3 separate regions of the Zea mays genome follow, and regions 2 and 3 are each linked to region 1. Evidence: chromatin contacts called from public Hi-C data. All regions are on one chromosome and are shown on one strand. Each heading gives the region's core, a stretch centred on a gene start, on an enhancer-like site or on the middle of the called end of the contact. The rest is flanking DNA. Distances are from core to core; before and after follow the strand shown.

Evidence for each region. Hi-C and Micro-C count contacts between places; a contact is called where the count stands out from the background.
Region 2: a Hi-C map of tassel shows a contact between it and region 1, with 4 times the contacts expected there. The contact joins the promoter of LOC100286265 here to the promoter of LOC100284627 in region 1. A contact is called at or near these places in 2 of 25 Hi-C or Micro-C datasets (ear and tassel).
Region 3: a contact with region 1 is called in a Hi-C map of tassel, with 3 times the contacts expected there. The contact joins the promoter of LOC103647116 here to the promoter of LOC100284627 in region 1. A contact is called at or near these places in 2 of 25 Hi-C or Micro-C datasets (ear and tassel).

The regions. Positions count from the first base shown.
Region 1 is chr2:151,395,231-151,398,524 of Zm-B73-REFERENCE-NAM-5.0, forward strand. LOC100284627 (PP2A regulatory subunit TAP46) reads right to left here and starts at 1,678. Exons shown (of 9, transcript NM_001157522.3): 1 at 1,332-1,678; 2 at 1,092-1,214; 3 at 753-839; 4 at 532-636; 5 at 171-332. The coding sequence starts at 1,484.
Region 2 is chr2:151,041,543-151,044,836 of Zm-B73-REFERENCE-NAM-5.0, forward strand. It overlaps LOC100286265, which reads right to left and starts at 1,656. Exons shown (of 1, transcript NM_001355684.1): 1 at 826-1,656. The coding sequence starts at 1,561. The coding sequence ends at 998.
Region 3 is chr2:151,665,442-151,668,735 of Zm-B73-REFERENCE-NAM-5.0, forward strand. LOC103647116 reads right to left here and starts at 1,721. Exons shown (of 13, transcript XM_008671667.3): 1 at 1,398-1,721; 2 at 1,214-1,311; 3 at 869-951; 4 at 656-782. The coding sequence starts at 1,636. It overlaps LOC103647117 (cytochrome c-type biogenesis ccda-like chloroplastic protein 2), which reads left to right. Exons shown (of 13, transcript XM_035965363.1): 13 at 243-567. The coding sequence ends at 264. LOC103647118 (E3 ubiquitin-protein ligase listerin) reads right to left here. Exons shown (of 15, transcript XM_008671676.3): 15 at 2,813-3,225. The coding sequence ends at 2,998.

The sequences.
Region 1 (3,294 bases), core at 428-2,927:
AGAATATCACAAGCTCATTTTAATTTGGAAAAAAATCCCTCCCTTCGAGAAAAGAAAGGGCATACTTATGGTATGCGTATATGGATCATTCTAATAATCTAATTTGGAATATGCTGAAATTTAAAAATCTAACATATCATGAAAACAGCTTCCAGATTCGGGATGCTAACCTCTCTTTCTTCCTCCCCATCATTCTCCAGGTCATCTTCCTCTCCAGCTTCAATTGGGGCAGACAAAGCAGCTGCTCTCAATGAGCGTCCACGCCTTTCTTTTCTCTCTCTGATCTCTTGGAGCTTCGTTTCTGCAGCCTTTTGACGTTTGAACCGGGCAACCTTGAAAAATAAACAATAAATAGTGAACTACAGAAAACCGACCCACCTTAAACATCTTACAAGTAAAATCAGCTTGTGCGTCATAGATTCAGCACAACAAGAGAACCATGTCCCATATTACTGTGTTCCAATTACAGAGTAGAAACTGACTGACTGATTAATACCTTGAGAGATTAAATGGGAAGTAATTCAGTCTCACCTTCTGCGCTCTTCTGTTTGTCATAGTATCTGGCTGCTTCTGCCTAGACAATTCTAGCTCATCCTCTGGGATAAGCTCTAGTACTTCACATAGAGCAATGAACTCCTGTGGGGTGAAAAAGGAGGTAACGTGATGACAGAGTACCATGCTAGAGACCCCTCGTTATGAACGAATTAAAAAGCTACACCTAGTGAAACAATGTGACAGGGCAAATTGATAACCTTCAGATGGTCCTGTGACGTCTTAAGAACCGGGATCCGATCCTCCTGTGCTATCTTTTCGGTCATTTCTGCAAGGTAATATGGGACCTACAAATGCAAACAAATATCAGAGGTGTACAGAAGAAAATCAAACATGTGAACCACTGGAACAAGTCTTAAGTTTTCTAGCACTGTTGTGATTTGCAATTGTACTCGCAACTGAATAAAAGTGACCAGGCGTGATTTCCAATTGTCCTGACAACTGAATAAAACTGACCAGGCGTCTAGTACCATCACGACCTGTTTCACGGACTAGTACGGAGAGCAGAGCAGATTGAAGGGGGAGGGGGACGGACATACCAGTAGGTACTTGAGGTTTGCTGTGGAGACGTCCTCCTTGGTCTCGTTGGGGGAGAAGAGGCCGAGCTTGCTGACCATGTCGTCGCAGCGCCGCAGCAGGTCAACCCCCGTGCGGATCCCATCCTGCGCGGCGGAAAAAAAAACCAAGCGCGTAAGCACCGCTCACCCGATCTCAATCTCTGGGTGAGCGGAAGAAGGGCGAGACGACCCCAGTTCCCAGAAGAGAGAGGAGGGAGGCACCTGGTCGAGAGCGGAGCTGGAGGCCAGGGCGTGGAGCCGCGACGCCCTATCGAAGAGGGCCGGGAGGGGGAGGTCGGCGGCGTCGTCCTCCGGCTCCGCGTGGAGGCGCATCTGCGATTGCAACTTGTTCCCGGTCTCCTCCACATCCACCATTCCGACCGGTCGGACGGTTGCCTCGCGGAACCGGAAGCGAGCGAGAGGTCTGCGGCAAAACCCTAGTGGAGCGGGGCAGAGGAGAGGGTCGCGGGAAGGAGAGAGCTCGGGAAGCGTCGTCGCCGGGAGGACGCTGGACGCCTCGGAAGATTTATTAAAAAAATTAATGAAGCTTTGTTAGTTGTTACACTGCGGGTACTGTTCCTTTAAAAAATGTAGAGAACACTCTGGAACGCACGAATTGCAACGTACTCGCATTGCTACATATATGAGGCTAGTTTAGGCTAGGTCTCGATGAAATACTCGTGGCTCGCTAGCTTGCTCGGTTCATGGTTAGCTCGGCTTGGATCGGCTCGTTTGAATTTTTTCACGAGCTGACCTGACATTCTAGCTCGGATCGTTAACGAGCCAGCTCGGTTCGTTAACGAGCCAGCTCGCGAGCTAAACGAGCTACCATATTCTAGCAAAACGAAACTATATGCATATCATTTATAGAATAATTGATGAACATGTGTCACACCCGTTTCCAAAGGGGCAGAGCCGGGTGCATACTATATGTGTGCCAGGATCTATTTCCGCACATATGTTGACGTCACAAGTGTAATATATCAAAAGAACAATGCATAAAAGCGTAAATAAAGATTATATTAACATATTACACTTCGAACAGACATAATGTCTTAACCTTTATTCATCAAAGTACAGCGAAACATGGACATCCATCCACAGGAAGATGACCGGGGGTATCACTAGACTAGCATCCATGGAGCTTAGCATCATAACTTCATCTGCAAACTTCTGATCAAAATTAAGCAAGGGTGAGCTCACTTATGGTCGGGGCTCAGCAAGTGGGGGAAAAACTAATGCAAGGTAACAAGATGAGGCTAAGGTTGAGCAGTAAGCATTTTAGTTGGTCAACATTTTATTAATAACACATGTCTTACTAATAAGTGTGAATCCCAAGAATTCCCATTAAACAAAGGTATAAGAGTATATAAAAAACACTTAAGTGAAACCACTTAAGCAAAACCATTGGCAGGTCATCGGATCTCGATTTATTTCCATCTTCAAGTTCAATTATCATGTGAGGAGTCGAGGCTGCTCATAACCGTGAGCACGGCTGATATATCGGTTTACACTCTGCAGAGGTGGTACAACTTTACCCACAAGCCGTGTGTCGGGGACCATAATTAGGGGTACCCTCAAGACTCCTAAATCTCAGCTGGTAACCCCATCAGCACAAAGCTGCAAAGGCCTGATGGGTGCGACTAAGTCAGGGATCGGTCCATTCGAGGGACGCGATCACGCCTCGCCCGAGCCCAGCCTTGGGCAAGGGCAGCCGACCCCGGAGGATCTACGTCTCGCCCGAGGACCCCCTCCAGCAACGGACACACCTTCGGCTCGCCCGAGGCCCAGTCTTCACCAAGAAGCAACCTTGGCCAAGTCGCCACGCCAACCGACCAAATCGCAGGGGCATTTAATGCAAAGGTGGCCTGACACCTTTATCCTGACGCGCGCCCTCCAGTTGACAGAGCCGAAGTGACCGTAGTCACTTCGCCGCTCCACTGACCGGCCTGACAAGAGGACAGCGCCGCCTGCGCTGCTCTGACTGTTGTGCCACTCGACAGAGTGAGGCTGACACCAGCCAAGTCCGCCCTCAGGCGCCATAGGAAACTCCGCTTCGCCCGACCCCAGGGCTCGGACTCGGGCTCAGCCCCGGAAGACGACGAACTCCGCTTCGCCCGACCCCAGGGCTCAGACTCGGGCTCAGCCCCGGAAGACGACGAACTCCGCTTCGCCCGACCCCAGG
Region 2 (3,294 bases), core at 406-2,905, 350 kb before region 1:
TGCAGATGAACGGTCTCCTGAAGCAGGCAGCGGAACAACTAAGGATGAAGAAGATTAGTGTAGTATAGTCTAAGTAATGTACTTATGTAAAATAAGTAAGACAGTTGAGTTGTATAATGGAGTATGTATAATTATTACTGTTCCGTAATGAAATAAAAATGGTGTATGTTTGACATGTTATATTTCCAAATGTTTCTTTGCCTCATATGCCATCCCGGACTCGTGCTCATGATGGGGCAGGTACATCCCGCGGCGGGAAGGACACTCCCAATCCGTCACCCGTACCTCCTACCTTGGTCAAAGCTATCGCTGCCTTAGTCAACACCACCGCCGACAACACGCGCTTTCTGCGCGAAATGGCGGGCAACCAATTTCAACAACACGGAGGAAGAGTTTTGCGCACAACCAATTTCAACAATATGGAGGAAGAGTTCCCTCTCAAGGACCACGAGATACTACCTATCTGGAGTTCTCGAAAACCGACCACCGCTCTTCGTCAAGGCAGGACCACGACCGCTCTTCGTCAAGGCAGGACCACGAGATACTACCTATCTGGAGTTCTCGGAAACCCGACCACCGCTCTTCGTCAAGGGCTCTTCGTCAAGGCAGAGGAACCCTGGATGCTGACGAGTGGGGGCGGGTGATGGAACAGCATACTTACGTTTGACTTTAGAGTATATTTGTAAGATCCTTTAAAATTTATAAGAGAACTGTCGCACACGTCTACACGTGTTTGTACGACGTATGCGAGCGTTTTGTGGAAAAAAAACAAATTTGTTGGACATCAACCAATCTCTGATTTGAAAAGAAGAACAAAATCCATGATTGGAAAAGATGAAAATATATAGATCTCTTTTGGGTTCATTCATCTCGCACGACGGAGATGATACGAGTAGATGACACCGAAAAAACAGGTCCACATACAGGTAGAGAGATTTTGCAACAGAAGAAACACGCGGAGACCGACACAACCCAGCCAGGCACGACGACGCCAGAATCACGCCCCCTGCATCATCATGCGCGAGAAGTCGTGGAAGCAGACGAAGCCGTCGCCATCGCCGTCGACGCGGCCGATCATGCGGCGGCAGTCCTCGACGGAGCAGGCGGCGTCGCCGAGCGCGGCGAGCACGGCGCGGAGCTCCTCCGCGGAGATCCTGCCGTCGCCGTCCGCGTCGAACACCGCGAACGCGTCGCGGAGCTCGGCCTCGTCCTCCGCCTCCGCGGACGCGGCCTGCTCGGGCGCGAGCCCGGCGGCCTCCGCCTCGGCCAGCACCGCGGCCAGCTCGTCCTCGCTGCGGACCACCCGGCGCAGCGCCACCTCCAGGTCCTCCCGCGTCACGGCGGCGGCTACTACCGCCGGAGGCTTCGGGTTGGGGGCGGACGGCTGGGATTGGAGGACGGTGCGTGGCGTCGTCGTGACGGCTGACGGCGATGCGCACTCGTCGGACGAGGACGACGACGCGGTGGAGACGAAGGAAGAGGAGCCGCCGGTCTTTGACCCCTTCCTCTTCTTGCCGGAGGAGGAGGAAGACGAGCCGAAGAAAGGCATGCTCAGCTTCATGGCGTATGTACCTTGCAGTGCAGTGCAGGCGAGCGATTCGAGGATCGATGGACTGGTGACCGAGGTTGGGAGGGAAGGAGAGGAAGATGAGGGGTGGAGAAGAGAAGACGAGGCTCGGAGTTATAGAGGGGTGGCGAGGGGTAGGGGAGGGAGCTTCCGCGAAGCTTCGTTCTTTCGCGCCCCGGCCGGCGCGGGAAACTAACGACCGGGGCGGGGCCTACCTGCAGACTGGCCTCACCGAAAACCCACCCCGACCCAGACAAGCGATGCGATTCTCTCGCTCGTCTCCGTCTCCAAGGCTCCCACCCTCAATTCTTCCTCCTCTTCGTCAGTCCGTCGTCGTCTTCTGCATGGTGCCAACGACGGCGATCCTTTACATACCACTGCATCATGCAGCACCGCCGCTCCTGCTAACGCTTGGGCGTGCATTCAGTCTCGAGCCTGTTCGGGAGCAAAGCTTTTTAATACCGTAATTTTACAATACTATATATTATTTGAATGGTAAAGCACAACTAAAATATTTCGATACCACAGTTTTGCAATACCAAAGTTTCGCACGCATGACAAGGGAAAACTTTGGTCTAGATCAAAGTTCTTAATATTATGGTTTTACTAAATTTTAAACAAAACGATCATTTATTTTGCACGAGTGCTCAAACAATCAGAACGCCAGCAACACAGAGAAACATACGTACGTGTTGCATTTTCACCGGGTATATACGTACGTTTCGGTGCCGCCGTATACATATACTACGGTGTACGGCATACCAGTACACACGGAGGGACGACGTTGGACGACGAAGGTTCCACGAAACTTCCGGCTGCGTTTCGTGAAGTGCCAGGAAACTAACCTGATGACAGTGAGAGGTAGCGTGACGGCCATTGATGAGAGATGAGCGATGGAGCCAGAGAGTCGTACCTCGTACTATACACGTTGGATGGATCGGATGGGAAACTCATCAGGAATTTCGGCTGCACTTGCCACACTCCTCGTCCCTGTACGTGCTTCCTTCCTTCTTTTGGATGGAGATGCATGGAAACAGCACAAGGGAAAAGCCGGCCGTGCAGTTGCAGCTTGCATTGCGTGCGCCGTGTGTGGTGATCGATTCCGGTAGCAGACAGCAGCGCTTGCCCACCCACTGCACGAGTAAGGGAAGCCTTGCTAGCTAACCTCATAGTTGATAGTCGTTGGGCATAAAAGGGTTCAGTGTTTGTTTGACGGCTCGTGACATTGCTGCGGCAGCGGCTCCTCCTAGCGCGCTTTCGGACCATCTATGATAGCATAGGGTCTTCTTCGCAGCATCTCGCCTCCTATGAGGTATTCTGTCGAGGAGGAGAGATCTTAGTGTTGTCTTGATGTCGACAGGCCACCCTAGACACCTCTAGATGACATCGAGCCGAAGAGAGATGAAATATATCGAGTAAGACTAATACTAGGGCTAGATTACTCCTACTCCTAATGCATGCAAAGAACAAGTCAAATAAGATAAGTATAGTAAATTGGTTTGATTGGATCGATTGTGTGTGTTTCAACCGGCCGTACCCATTCGTTTAAATAAGGAGAGGTATAGACCCGTTACAAGTCGGTTCCGAAACAAAACCCGCAAAAAATCAGGAACATAGTTGATTATGTTCCCGCGTGGACTGTCCGCGCCACCATGACGGATTGTCCGGCTATCACTTTTGGTGCTCAACATATGCCCCCTCCTTTTTGGTGGAGCTTGGCGAACCAA
Region 3 (3,294 bases), core at 471-2,970, 270 kb after region 1:
CCAGAAACAGGCATACACGAAAAGATCCATAAGGGACCACAAGAATAACGACCCCCCAAACCACAGACCCTAACCATTAGGGCTAGGAGCAGCCAGAAAGGATAAACCCTTGCTCCTGCAACTTGCCATTTCTCTCTTTCCTCATATGCTATGTCAGTTTGGGGCTAGTAATTAGTGTCATTGTGTGAAGAGTGAGATTGGGTGAAACACCATTAAACACCACTCTGTTTCTATGCTTCCAGATCATCCATGCTCCCAGGATAATGAGAGAGTCCAAGCATTTCCTCACAAGACCACCAGAGACAATAACTGAAGTTATTCTGCTATGTCATTGTTATTCACTTAAGTACAGACAGAGTATTTCATTTGCCAATAGACATTATCTTTGCTAGATTATATTTCTTTATGTGTTTTAACTTTGGTCTTACTATACATGACAGACTTATTTGGTGTTCACACAAATTTCCTCGTTTCAACTCTTGATGCTGGCTTACCTTCGCATCATGTGCATCCATTTGAAAACTATTGTGGAGTGCCATATGATTTATCAAAATTATTGTCAGAAAAATGTAGTTGCGGAGTTCATTAAAAAGAACAAGAAAACTCAAGGAAAATTGAGTTCTAAAGTCTAACAGAAAGATGATGCACAAATTACCATTGCTAACTCCTGGATAGATGCCAGCAGTAGTAATAGCTGGAACACCGGCAGCTTTTGCTTGCTCATGGAAGCCCTTTGCTCTCCAAGAATAGTCCGTGTCATCGCAGACATCAATGTATGGTGTCTGTTCAGGATGAAGTTTCAAAGTGTGCCAAAAAATTGCCACAAAAAAATCAATCGAGCCGGAAGCATGCCATGCTTCTATCCTACCTTAGTAGATATCGCCGCCTGCAATACGGTGCACTCCTCCGCCCTCTGGAAAGGTCCAGCAGTATGGACAACCAAATCCACACCTGGCGCAAGTGAAAATTTTACAGGTACTTATGTTAAGCTTCTCCTGGAACAAAATTTAACATCTGTTTCACTGCTTAGGGGAAATGCATCAGGAGTCAGCTAGCAAAGCGTTGTTTGGGGTTTGGAGCCTTTGCTGGTAATGTGAAGCTGTCCTGTACCACCAATTAACATACTGTAGCTTGCTCTAGCTAGTAGTCAGTAGTCAGCATAATACGCATGATGTTTGCATTGCATTAGCACGAATGCTAGTATGATACTGACCCTGCAGCGCTTCCTCCAACATGCCTGCGTTGCGGGTGTCGACCTGGACGAACTCAGATTGGCCCCCAAGCTTGGCTGCAATGGACTCGCCTTTCTCCCTGTCAAAGCTAAATCGGCCAGCGCCTGTCAGTAAGTAGCATCGGTTCAGCCTGAAGAGAAAAGGCTACTCTCCTGCCGGTCCTACCGGTTTCTGCCACCGACGAGGATGCCGAGGTCAGGGCGGAGTTTGGAGAGTGCGGTGGCCGTGGATCCTCCGACACGGCCAGTGCCGCCGAGCACGAGCACGCGGCCGGTCCTCGTGGGCTTGCTCCACCGCTGGGCCTGAGCGGCGTCCCTGGAGCTGGAGCCGGAGGGTGCCGGCGCGGCCGCGGCGGCGGGAGCGAGAGGCGCGCACGCTCTGACGACGATGCCTATGGCGCCCATCCCGGTACGGTGCCGCGGCGCGCGCGCGGTGGGCGGGGCTTATCGCTAGCGCCTAGGCCGTTCTGACTCTGACCGCAGAACGAGTGCCGCGCCGCTACCGCGAGGACGTGTCGGATGTGTGGCCGTGGGCAACCGTTGGCCAGCCTGGGCCCTGGGCTGCTACGAGGACGGCGCGGCGCGGCGCGGCGCGCGCGCTATCCCCCAGGAGTTGGTGGGCTGATAGGCCATCCGTCTAGTTGGGTTGTGACTCCATGTGATGGCCTGTTGAGCCTTTAGTTTGGGAGGAGTAAGTTTCACGCGCACGCTCGGGCCGGAGCCTGCCACGGTTTCGAGCAGCGGTACTTCTTGAGCAGTAGTTTCCGGGTAATTTTTAAAATTTTCAAACAAATTTGTATGTTAGCACGTTTTTTATATGAGATTGTGTTTATTAGAATCCAAATGTTCACTTTAAATCCTTAGGTTTTAAATTTTAAAAGTCTGAATTTTCAAAGGCCTCAAATGCTGATATGGTCTACACCAAAAGTTAATAGTTTCTACACAATCTATAATATCGTAATTGATAGTTTTTTATTTGATATAGAGGGTTTTTTATTTGGGATTATAATTTTTTATTATATAATCTAGATATATTATAATTCTAAACAAACACCCCATAGTTTACAAGCCCAAATATGACTTAGTCAGATTTATTTGATATATATATATATATATATATATATATATATATATATATATATATTCATTTTCTATAGTTGGTCGCACTCGCAGCAAAGCTAAGAGGAAAGATTTCATGTTTCAATCGCTAACATGCTTGTAGTTGAATGCCAAGGAAATTTTGCGTGATAGTGTAGGTCAATCCTAGAAATCCATGCATGAACACTGTGCTTTAGCTAGTGGTGTTTGGGGTTTCAGTTCTTCTTTCTTTTCTTTTTTTTTTTGCTACGTTTCCAGTTTTTTTATTTGGAAATTATTTACAGATGCGGGATCAACCTATCGTCTTTGTAACTCCTACCCCACGGCCCACCACCACCACCAAAAAAAACATGCTCCGGTCTTTGACGAAAATAGACGTGCACTAGTAGATTCAGTTGATTTTATATAGTTTTTTATGTTTGTTTTCATAAGACCATTAAGTGTTAAGAATTTAGACATTTTCATGTTCAATTAACCTAAAAATAATCTAGCGAATCCACGGTAATTGTAGATTATAAGACCTCTGAACTCAGTCTCTGCAGGTCCCGTCCTGTTTCGAGAGTATTTAACAGCCAAAACGCTGAACACTGCGCTGCGTACACACGCCATTTACATCGAAGGATCGAACGGTGTGGTGCCAACAAACAAGCATGTGTCTAGAGCTAGGACTAGAACGGAGTCTGGCACAGCGGGCAAGTCGATTTGTTGGACGTGGAGAACCACTTGTAGAGGCAGGCGCCGTGGAACTTGTGCTTGCACGTCTTGCACGCCAGCCGCGGCAGGTTGTGGTTGCTGGTGTGGAGAATGCTGTAACAGATTGGGCACTCCTCCACGCCCTCAAACTCCTTGTCGAAATTGCTCTTCCACGTGCGGATCGCCTCTGCTATCGCGCCATTCTGCAGAGACAAGTAATCAGCTTAGCTACATCCTTAACGTCACAGAGCAACCACTCTTTATCTGTGTTC